Linked DNA regions of Mus musculus: regions 1 and 3 are each linked to region 2. Evidence: chromatin contacts called from public promoter capture Hi-C data. All regions are on one chromosome and are shown on one strand. The core of a region is the stretch at or near the end of the contact, and the rest is flanking DNA. Distances in the headings are between cores, read along the strand shown.

The links. Promoter capture Hi-C pulls out the DNA fragments that hold promoters and counts their contacts.
Region 1: a contact with region 2 is called in a promoter capture Hi-C map of hippocampal neurons, with 2.7 times the contacts expected there. The contact joins two enhancer-like sites. A contact is called at or near these places in 2 of 39 promoter capture datasets (hippocampal neurons and stem cell-derived epiblast-like cells) and 1 of 115 datasets of contacts at active chromatin or transcription factors (embryonic stem cells).
Region 3: a promoter capture Hi-C map of hippocampal neurons shows a contact between it and region 2, with 5 times the contacts expected there. The contact joins two enhancer-like sites. A contact is called at or near these places in 1 of 39 promoter capture datasets (hippocampal neurons), 2 of 484 Hi-C or Micro-C datasets (cerebral cortex and nephron progenitors) and 1 of 115 datasets of contacts at active chromatin or transcription factors (embryonic stem cells).

Annotation. Positions count from the first base shown.
Region 1 is chr11:81,414,578-81,418,123 of GRCm38.p6, forward strand. It overlaps a transcript of Asic2 not described here. Among named protein-coding and RNA genes, the nearest start is that of Gm42084, 160 kb to the left of the region's middle. Within about 2 kb of position 1,919, at least 10 of the 459 cell types and tissues checked have an H3K27ac peak or open chromatin away from gene starts, as enhancers often do. A contact at or near this core is called in hippocampal neurons, where this site is marked.
Region 2 is chr11:81,078,800-81,082,723 of GRCm38.p6, forward strand. All of the region lies in intron 1 of Asic2 (acid-sensing (proton-gated) ion channel 2), which reads right to left. Among named protein-coding and RNA genes, the nearest start is that of Gm51910, 55 kb to the right of the region's middle. Within about 2 kb of position 1,767, at least 16 of the 459 cell types and tissues checked have an H3K27ac peak or open chromatin away from gene starts, as enhancers often do. A contact at or near this core is called in hippocampal neurons, where this site is marked.
Region 3 is chr11:81,511,091-81,515,123 of GRCm38.p6, forward strand. It overlaps a transcript of Asic2 not described here. Among named protein-coding and RNA genes, the nearest start is that of 1700071K01Rik, 60 kb to the right of the region's middle. Within about 2 kb of position 1,496, at least 16 of the 459 cell types and tissues checked have an H3K27ac peak or open chromatin away from gene starts, as enhancers often do. A contact at or near this core is called in hippocampal neurons, where this site is marked.

The DNA of each region.
Region 1 (3,546 bases), core at 669-3,168, 340 kb after region 2:
TTTGATCTCTAGAAGCTTGGATTATACCAGGTGCCAACTACCATAAGTGGAGCAGAAGCAGGGAGGGACCAAGTCAGAGCTTCCTCTGACAGCATGAGTATTTTCTGCTGAGGCAAGGGGGAAATTGAATCTGGGTGCTGACTCTGTTCATCTTCTGTGCTGCCTTTATACTGAGTCAACTCCCACAAGGCTGCCAGTGTCAGGCACTTTACAAAGAAACCATGGAATGCACTGCCCTGTGCCAGGAGGGCTCCCGGAAGGGGTTTTACAGCAAGGTTGCCCACAAGATAGGTACTTCCTGATCCAGACAGAACCACCATTTCCTGGCCATCTGACCTCTTTCTGGGGGTGTTTCCTTGCAAAGGTTGACTGCTAACAAGATTTCTCCGCTTCCCAGAATCAAGCCTTGTGAGAAGTTGGCAGAGAGTGATATTACAGTTAACAAGGGTGATGATAAGAAGGGACGTCTCCTCAGCTTGTGTCCTGAGCCAGCACTTAATGTACCTGTGTACTGCAACCTGTCCAGGAGCCTGCTGATGTAGACAGGCCTCTCCCTCATGCTCGTGAATGAAACCAAAGCCCAGAGAAGCAGCTTCTCAGAGTGGAAACTGGGTCCAGACCCGCAGCCTCTGCTCCCAGACACAGAACCTGTGAGGGGCCATATTAGTTACCTTCCTGTTGCTGTGATAAAACACATAACAAAAGTGACTTGGGGAAGAGAGAGGTTATTTCGGCTTATGGTTCCAGAGGGATAAGAGTCCATCATAGGGAGGCATGGCAGCAGGAACAGGAAGCTGAGAGATCTTATCTTAACCAAATGCCTGCAGCAGAAAGAGCAAACAGAAGGTAGGGAGAAAGCTATATAATCTCAGAGTCTTCCCCAGCAACATACTTCCTCCAGCAAGCCTGTACTACCCAACCATCCTCATGAACTGGGGAACAACTCTTCAGATACCCAAGCCCAAGGGCAACAACTCCCATCCAAACCACCACAGGGAACAAACTAGAAACATCTCAGAGTCATCCTTCCAGCCACCGAGGATCCAGGGTATGACAGAAGAAAGACCCTAGTTTAAATTTGTTTGCTTTCTATTGCTGTGGTAAAGACCATGAACAAAGGCAAACTGGGAAGGAAAGGGTTTCTTTCATATATACTTCCCAATCATAAGTCATCATTGAGGGAAGCCAGGGCAGAACCTGGGAGCAGGAACTGATGGGAAGGGCTGCTTGCTGGATTGCTCCTCATGGTAATTTGTTTAGCTTGCTTTCTTATAGCACCCTGGCCCACCTGCCTAGGGGATGCACTGCCCCGCATGGACTGGGCTTTTTTCTATCAATTAGCAATCAAGAAAATGCCCTACAGACTTCCCTACAATCAATCCAATAGAGGCATTTTCTCAAGTGAGGTTCCTCTTCCCACTTGTCTCTAATTATTTAGGATACCTATGTATGTCATCTCTATTTAATGAGAAGCTGATTTAGGCCTATAAACCCTACCTGCCTCTTTTGAAGCTTATATGAGAACCTTTCCACGATCTCTGCTGGTTACACAGGATCTAGTATTAGGAAAAGCTGGGTTGATTGGTAACACAGGGACTGGATGATTAAATAGAGGCTGGGTAAAGGATGTGGGTAGGGCATGGGACTTGGGTTCCTGATCCCTGGACCACTGTCTTAGTTCTGATGCTCTGACCAGCAGGAGCCCAGAGCTTTGTTCTGCTGTCAGCATTCAGAGAGCCAAGCCTCATAAGTGACAGCTGACACGGAGCCAGAACTCTGGTACTGTAATTTCCTTTAAGAGATTAGCAGATAAAGTCTCAGTTGGAGATATGAGCCTGGTGCTGGAACCTCTAGATCCCTGCAGAAGGTCATGACTTACCTGGGGGAAGGCTGCTGCCAGCCTCTCTCTGAAGAAGCCGAGGCTAGCGCATGCGCCTCATTGCCACACTGAGTTGAGCGGAACCTGATAAAGGCGCAGTGCCCTGAGACATGCAGGCAGCTGCCTCATCTCTTTCTGTCTTTTTTTCTCTCATTTTAAAGCCTGCACTCCTGCCTCCAAGTCAGCTATCCAATTAAGCAAGATTTCTGAAGAAAGCTTTAGAATTGAAAGACAAATGTCCAAGTTATGGAAAGCTGGCTGCCGCAGCTGCTCCTGGAAAGGGATTTAAGGGTGCAGAGCCTCAATCCTAGAGATTAGGATTCTGGCTAGCAGCATAACACAGGTTCCAAGTAGGTACATTGCAACACAAAGTATAAAACTCTGCTTTTGTCCACCGAGTTAATTAACATTATTGTGTGGTATCTTTTGGCAAATAGGAATATCAAGAGCTGTTAAAGACATTTATGCCCATGGGGACGGTATCAAAAGGCACTGATTGTCATTTTCACCTTGCGATGCAATCAAGCTATCCCGAGCCACGAGCCTTTATCCTGACTGTGTGCTGGAACCTCTCTCTCTAGATTAATATGAATATCCCTAGCCAGAATGAGCCTTGAGCTGGGAACCTCTTTCACTCTCCTTGCTTTGTTGATGTTTTGAGACAGTAAGTGGCAGCAGAGATTCGAAATCCCACTGTGCAGGAGCAACTGGAGATGTCTGAGAGGATATAGTATCTACCCAATTGCTGAGCTGCGGTTTGGAAACAGAGATTTTTGCCTTGGTTTCTACACACTTTTTCTGATGCTCATACACTGTGTCTTTCTTTGAGCCTTGAACTGTGGTGTTTTCTGAAATGCTCCTCAGGATGCAATGGACACTCAGGGTGTCTGTCCTTCCAGCACTGCTTATCCTTATTTTTCTCTCAGAGTAAACTGGGAACTGTATGATGACACACACCTTAAGTCTAGCAGTAAGGACAAGAGGCCTTCCTTCCTCCTATCTCAGGATCTTGTGACTCTGTCTGGTACCAGACCTTCCACCTGTTGTCAGGGGGATCAAACAAAAGGAGGACCTTGGTATAGAGAATCTGTGAGGGCTTTGTCTCACCTAGGACAAATGCTTGGAAGAAAGGAGACAACTGGTTGCTTTTTTTTTTAATCTTGAGGTTGTCATATAGATAGTCTGGGCTTAGCAGCCCAAGACATAGATGATTCTTTTGTCTCTGCTATGATTAGATTATAAAATGTCTCTCAAGGGCTCCTGTGCTGGAATACTTGTTTTCAGCCGGGGGTACTGTTTCAGGGTGCTGTAAGACCTATAGGAGGTGGGACCTAGTAGGTTACCTAGAAGACCTCTGAGAGTCATAACCCATCTCTGGTCTGGTCTAAGTCTCTGCTTCCTAATCCTCCAATAAGTAAGCCACAAATTCCTGCTGCCACAGATTGAGTTACCACGATGGTCCATATACCCTCAAACTGAGAGCTAACATAAACCCTCCTCCCTTAAGTTACCTCTGCCAGACATCTGGTCATAGCAATACCGAAAGGTTCATTAACAGGGCTTCCTTTACAGGAATCACCCTGTCCACAGTCCATGACGGGAGCTCCTTTCTTACCAGCCAACTGCTGACTAAACCAGGCAGAGACACAGCCCCAGAGAGAGACATC
Region 2 (3,924 bases), core at 517-3,016:
TTCCTATGTGTAGTCTTCATCTCATTTAAACGTGCAGAGCCTGTTGCTTTCCTGGAGTACCTTAGAAACCCAAGGAAGCAGCTAGAAGCCTTGTGTTGGACAGAATCTAATCTCTGGCCCCAGACAGAGCTGGGTTTAGATCTGCCTCCCTTTCCTTTCCAGGCGACCCTGGGCCCATCTTCTATGAATCTCAGTTTTCTTCTTTGTGAGTCAAGGGTCATAGCATGACCTTCAGGCTTGTTAGGCTGATTAAGTAACAAAAGACAGGAGAAACATCCGACTCACAGTAGCCACTCACAGTGCCTCTCATGTCTTTCATCCCTTCAGAAACGTCCAGACCTGCAAGCTTTACCACTGCACTCAAGGGCATGCTCAATATGGGTCTTAGAAGAGAAGGCTTGGGAAGCCAGGTCCGGTTCTATCTGAGTTTGCAACTGTACAGAAGCCATCTTAGGGTAACCTAGCCTTGGGATTGTCTTATAGAATATGGAAATTTCTGCAGCAAAAAAATCTCCTTTTAAAGACAGTCCCTCTTTGCTACATAGTGCAACTTGTGCTTTCAAATGTTTTTATTTAAAATAAATTAGCCATGCTGTTGACTCTGGCAGGAAACCAGAGGCTGTGTTCTCAGCTTGCTCTGCTGCACTGCACTGCAGCGAGTTCCCGATTGGAGCTGAGCTGAGGGTGGCTTCTGGATGCTGTGGGTGGGCACAGGTTGAGGGTGCAGAGAACCAGGCTCACATAATTGCTCTTCTACCACATGTTTACTCTGTGACTTTGGGAATACCCTCGACCACTCCACTCAGCTATCCACCCTTAACCTCCATGCATTCAGAAGTACTGCTTAGTGTCTAGTATAGCAGGGCTCTCACACTTCAGGAAGTGAGCTTTACATCCTTTTTCCTAAAAGGTAGATAACTACTCTTGAAGGGTGACATTAAAGATCCAGAACAGGGGCTGGGGAGATAGCTCCATCAGTAAAATCCTTGCTGCACAAGTGTGAGGACCTGAGGTTAGACCCTCAGAACAACTGTGGAAAAAGTTGGGTCTGGCAGTATGTCATGTATTCTCAGTACTGAGGGGGCATGGGGCGGGGTGGGGCGGGGCCAGGGGCAGAGGCAGGGGTTGGGGGGGGAGGGGCACAGGCAGGAAGGTCCCTTGGGCTTGCTAGATAGCTATGCTAGCCAGTTGGTGAGAGACCCTGCCTCACAAAGAAAGGTGAAAAGTGATTGAGGGATTTACCCCATGTTTATTTCTAGCCTTCACACATATGCACACACACACATTCACACACATGAATGTATGCACATACCACAACATACACATAGACGTAAATAAAGATCCAGAAGAGAGTATATCACACATTGCCCCTTGCTCACACAGGTGTGCACTCCCTGAGAGCTGGTTCTGCAACTCTTATCAGTATTATTAGCCAAGTATTGCTTCCGGTGGCTGTGGGATGTATGTGTGTGTGTGTGTGACTTAATCCTCTTGTGTGTTGCAGTTATGTCTCACCCACAGTAGGAGTTCAGTCAGTGATAAGGTTTGAAAGCCTATTTTCCTGTCGGTCTCCAGCATAGACTGTAAGCAAGATCTGTTTGCTCAGGGCATTTTTTTCCTTCTCCCTCTCTCCCTCCCTCCTCTCTTCAGGGTACACAGTGATAACTGGGGAGCTACTGTATTTGATGATTCAGGATCTGTTATGCATCGTCCCCAACACCACCCGTTAAGGAGGACTCGAGCCAGGCCCAGGGAATTATTGTCAGTATTTTATCCAGCTATTCTCGTCTCTAACACTGCAGTGGGTGGCTAGAGCTGGTGACTTTCCTCTCTTTTGTGCACACGAGACCAGAATAAACAGTGCAGGGTGAGTCACTTCAGACCCTTAAAGCTTCAATTACTTAACTCAAGGGCCCAATGAAGCTCAGAAAGTCACCTTTTCCAGAACAGCCAGAAGCAGATGAGAAACATGCCGTGTTTCGAGTGGTCCATGGCTTCTCGGCAAAGGAACCTGCTCCTAGCTAGCGAGAAGTGGCCAGAGGGGAGAATTGCAGAGACAGCGGCCCCCACCCCTCTAAGGACTCCACACACATTACCTCCTACCTCGCTTCATTTGCTCTTTACTCTGACCTTGTGAAGGAATACACTTAATGCCACCAAGGTAGTAACGGCCCCATACATATTTCTTGCCTATTAGGTGTGGGACACTTGCTCTCCAAGCCTTCCATCCCCACCCTGAATCTTCAGAGCAATGCTGTGACATGCTTATGTTCTCCACTTCAGAGAGGAGGCAACGGAAGCTGGAAGAATGAGAAGAGACAAGAAACAGACCGTCTGATTTCACTCTCCGGGGCTCTGTTTCCTACTCTGAGTCTGTTCTCAGGGACATTGATGAATGTTCAAACTTTTGTCTGTGTCATGCAAGAAGGCAGGACGTGATCTGGGTATCAGGAACACTGTTACCCAGTGTGTGTGTGTGTGTGTGTGTGTGTGTGTGTGCATGCGTGCGTGTGTGTGCGTGTGTGCGTGTGCGTGCGTGCGTGTGTGTGTGTGTGTGTGTGTGTGTGTGTGTGTGTGTGTAAGACACAGAGAGGGTGTCAGACAAACGGACATTCAGACAGGCAGACTGTCTCTGACGGAGAGACAGGTACAGACACACAGATACACAGATACAGGCAGACAGGCAGACAGGCAGACAGAAAGAGAGACAGGTACAGATATACAAATACAGACAGACATCAGACAGACAGACTTCAAGAACCATAAACTGGTGTGATTTTTTTTTCTATATCTTTTGAGTCTAGCTCCAATTGATTTGGAAATAACAAGAAATCCACAAGAAGAGAATTTAAGTAAGGACTGTATCTACCTAACTTTTTTCACCTCCTCAGCACTGGGGAAAACTTGTTTAAGATTCCACTTTAAGAGGATCAAAAACATAAGTTGTTCCCCTTACACGCGATTCTATAAAGGCAGCGTGACAGGCATTACAAATTGTTAACTGTTTTCCATTTTTCAAAAAGAAGTTTGGACTTAAAAAAAAATTCATGTTGCTGAAGCTTTGAAATGTAGAAAATTCTTAACCTTTATAAAAGTTTGTCTTAAAGTTAGTTAAAATTTAGATTTTCTTTCTCTGTGGAAATAAAGTTATAGACCATAGAGGGTAGGGATTGGGTAACTGAGAGGGTAACAACAGGAAATAGATGATAGATGATATGAAGCTAAAAATGGAAAAACAACGAGGGGGTTCCAAAGGAGGAGGAGGAGGGAAGGAGAGCAAGATAGATGGGCATGGAGGGACAGGGACAAATAACAAACACCAAGGCTGTCTGATAAAGCCCAAAGGAATCATTGTTTTATATTTACCCAAAATTGTACACAATACCCACCCCTCTGTGTGTGTGTGTGTGTGTGTGTGTGTGTGTATCTTAAAGGAAGTTAAGCAACTTGTGTATGTGTGTATTTTAAAGGAAGTTAAATCACTTGGCTGATAATACTCCCCACAAGATCCATAGACTAACAAAACCCAGCATTAGGCATGAGAAATCTCTTTTTGAATGATTGGCCAGCGTTAGCCAACTGATTCCCAAAGCAATATAGACTATCCATTGCCGCCTCTCCGGATTGAGGGTGGCTCCTATTGCTGAAGACATCTCATACGTAGGACACAGGATTTGGATGTATTTAGCTGGACTTTCAAGCCTCTTTCCTGTGGTCTAGCTTTCACAGTAGCAGAAATGCTATGCAATCTTCCCAGGGAAGGAAGCACTTAAAGTCCTACCCAGCTGCAGCATCTATGAATCATACCAGTGACCTGCATGGCAAGATATCATAAAGGCACAGTTAAAGTGACACTCACATGTGGGAGGTCACCAACAGACTAGATGTCTTAAGGCCTACTCAACAGGAGGGAAACCCTGCCTG
Region 3 (4,033 bases), core at 246-2,745, 430 kb after region 2:
GAGACACACTGTCTGAGACTCTTTGGTACTTCACACCCCAACCAAGACAGCAAGACCCATCAATACAATCAGCACTAAAAGTATCATCAGGTGAAATAAAAAAAAAAAACAAAATATTATTATTTATGGTTGCTAAAACCCGAAGTGTTTATAGTCCAAATATGCACTGAGTCTGTATGTTTTCAATGACATATTTTTATAAAAATGAAGCAAACATCTTACTAAATGGGGATATGTAGCCATGTTCACAGATTGATGGATTAAGCATATCAGTTTTTCACTCTAATTGATTTCTTTGAGATTACTGCAATTCCTAGTAAAACCCAAGAAAGATTTTTATAGATAAGGATAAATTATTCTAAAATAGGCACAGCAACTAGTGCAGTTTAAACAGCTTCAAGATAGTGAATTAAGCGGTAGGAATCAGTCTGCGTGACTAGTTGGTGGACAGCAGGGTCGTAGGTGTAGCTACTGAAAAAGAGAGCAGGGATCCGGGAGATGGTGGTGTGTGTGCCTCCTGTGGGGATGCAATGTCTCCCCCTGCAGTGCTGTGATGTGTGCTTCCTGCAGGGATGTCTTGGTCACAGTACAACCTTGAAAGACATTACTAAGAGGGAATGAGACATACAGGATCTGTCTTTTTTTTTTTTAACAGCTGTATATAAATCTGAAAGTGTCTCAAAAATTTAAAAACCCTCTAGATCTAATAAAAATTTTATAGAACTTCGAGCATGTGTATGCACACACACACACACACACACACACACATACACAGAGTGGGTGACATTTGAGTAAAGTCTATAATCAAGTTAATTGTATTGGTTAAGTTAAGTGCATTGTGCTGATGTCAATTTCCTGCTCTTGATAATATAACACATTGTGTAAAATGATTCGAGAAGCTGAGTGATAAGTATATGGGACTACTCTGTTAATTTTTGCAACTTCTTGTGAGTCTATAATTATTTCAAAAAAATTTTAAAGTTTTTTTTTTTTTTTTGTACTGAGAACAGAAAGGAAAGCATTTATTATCAGGCAGAGTGTGAAATTCCCACCCCAAGAGTTCCCTAAAAGCAGGTCTTGTAACTTTTCAGCAGATGTATTCTCCATATAGACCTCTGGGGTGGGTAGAGTGGTATTGTAACCTCAGGGGTCTTCCAGCTCAGCTCGCATGGAAATTGTGGGTGGGAGGCATCTGTCTTTCCTTCCTCTAGAGCCCAAACTGGTATAAGATGGAACTAGGACTCCAGGAGCCACAGGCTACTGCAGAGGGGAAGATGAAAGTATAAACCATATGCTTCAGTTATAGTCACGTCCATATTTGGGGTCTGGTTCTGCTCCTTCTTGCAAAGGGCTGCTTCGTGTCAGGAATTAGAAAAATAAAAGGGGCATGGCAAAAGAGTGGGTCCGAAGATACAGCCTCCGTTCTCCTGCACAGACCGTTCTGGGAACGGTGGTATTGTGAGGCAGATGGGGACACATCATTCTGGCAGGGCGTGGCAGAATTCCCAGAACAGTGTGCACGCACACGTGTGCATATGTGTTGTGCATGCGCAGGACTCATTAACTCATCCCATAATAGAAGGGCCTCATCTGCTTGTCCATCTGGGAAATGAGGAAGCTGCCAACCAACGTTCCTGTTACCCTAGGTCCAACTGGCTTCCAGCAGGAACTGGAATATGGGGTAGTGGGTCTATCTAGTATTTAGGTCTTAAAACAACAGGATCAGAAAGTAAAAAATGTGGAGGAAGGCAGAGGATGCTCTCAGGGTCTGATGTGAGGCAAGAAAGAAGAAAGGGATGTGTGGTCCTGCTGGAGTCTTTCTGGGAGTGCTGGCTGGGCAATGTAAGCAGAGTCTAGTACTCTGGGGTCCACTTTAAACTCCTGTACAGTTTCATTAGCCATAGTGAACACACTGAGGAGCAGTCATGTCATGGTGGGGTGTCAAGCTCCTAGTAGCCCCTTGGGTAGCTCCTCTCCTTTCCTCTAGCTTACAGTGGAGTGAGCAGGTTCAGAAAGGCTCCTGTCTGGTATGAAATTGGGCATATGAGGTAGAGTAGATCCCAGAACAACCCAGATCCAGAGCTCATGTTGTCAACCACAGCTTGAAAGTTTCTTTCTGCTACTTCCTTTCTTGCTGACACATGTAGAGAGATCTGGGGCCAGTCATCTGTCAGCTCTGGGGCTAATTCAAGGTGTGATGCTGATGGCTGGTGAATCTTCTCCCTGCCCTCAGGGAGACTGCCCCCTTGGCAGCCAGGGGAAATGCCATCCATGGAGAAAGGACATATGACTTCATAAATTCTCCCATGCATGCCTCCAGTGATGCCGTGCAGTGACTAGGAAGAGTAAGACCACATGCTGGGAGCTAGAACATAGACTGATAAGGCTGAAGGCGGTCAGAAGCTGGTGTCTAAGAGGCTGGGAATGGAGCCTTGTGATAGGGCTCCGTGGTGACTGTCTTGGTGTATATGAAGACCCATGTTTCATACCTAGCCCTGCAAACACCGAAACTCTAAAAGTAAGAACTAAATCCCAACCCTGCCAGTTCCTAGTCAGATATCCTTGGCAAGGGTTTATCTTGGTGGCCTTTCTGGAGTGGAAAAAGGAAAATAATACCTTTGGTTCCAGGGGGCTCAGCAAGTATAGAATGAAGGTGTTAGACTGCAAAAGACTTCAGGCCTTAAGCTTTATTTAGTGAATGAGACCCTTGCTATTATTATTCCTGGAGAGGGGGAAGCCAGAGGATTGAATGAGATGAAAAGTTCTCTAGCCTCTTCCCCTGCTTTGAGTCAGGGGGGAAAAAAAAGGCTTTCTAAATCCTGTGTTCTGCTTCAGCACTACCTAAGCAGTGTGACCTCCTGCTTAGGTGACCTCCTGCTTAGGTGTTTAGCACAGCCCTACCCAACTCTGGTGCCTCTCCTGTATCCCCCCCTCTTCATGGTGTTTGAGATAACCACATAAAATAATGTATAACACCCTAAAAACGTAAGGAGCTTGCCACATGTGAAGGAAATCATGTGATTTCCTTCAGTCGAGAGAACAATGCCTCCACGAAATTGCAGAATCTTCGGTCTCCTGCAGTGAGTGTTTGCACCCCAGCTGTACAGAAGAAAAGTCAGGCCAGTCACACCTGATCCTTGCCACCTGGCTGCAGGCTTGCCTGTGGTCTTCTGTCTCGGGTATTTGGAATTGTTCTTTCAGCAGCTTGTAGAAGTTTAAGAAAACTGCAGATTGCTTTGGCTACCTTCCCAGTCTTTTAGGCAGGAGCTATTTGCTTAATTTTGGAACTTGTGATATGGAAGGAGGTACATAGAATCCAGAACTGGCCAGCGGAGGCCAGGATTCAGATCTCCCACTTACTGGTAGGAACCCCCTTCACAATTTAAAAATGGAACCTCTACATGTGGTAGAATTCCAGATGTATTCAGCTATTCACAGGGAAATCCATGAAAATAGTTTCATATGTTTCAAACAGAGAGAGAAAAGAAAGAAATCTAGAAGGCAAGATTATTTCCCATTTTACAGATGAGGGATCTAGGATCTAGGAGGTAGAGGGCTCTGGGTAGGTGGCTCAGCTGGTAGAGGATTTGCCTTGCAAGTGTGAGGTCCTAGCACCCACATGGGAAAAAAAAAACAAATTTGCATGATGGCTCACTTGTAATCAGGTAGGGATAGGAGGAATCTCATTCATTGGTCAATAGACTAGCTTACTGGTTGAAGCCCAGGTCCCAGTGAAAGACCTCATTTTAAAAACAATGTGGATTGAGGCTGAGAAAAAAAAATGCCTCAGCAATGAAAAGACTTGGATTGCCTTGCAGAGAACTTGAGTGTGACTCTCCTTGCCTTTAGGGATCATAGGCTGTGGGCAGTGGGAGCAGAGAGGAGGAAAAAGAGGTGGGGCTCAAAGCCCTGAGAGTACCTGTTGTGAAAGATCATATCAGCTGCAGGGAGTCAGATCAACTTTACTTGGAGTGACTCAAGGCTGCTTATATAATTTGGGAGACTGGGGGTACGAATATCTAGGATGGGCAAA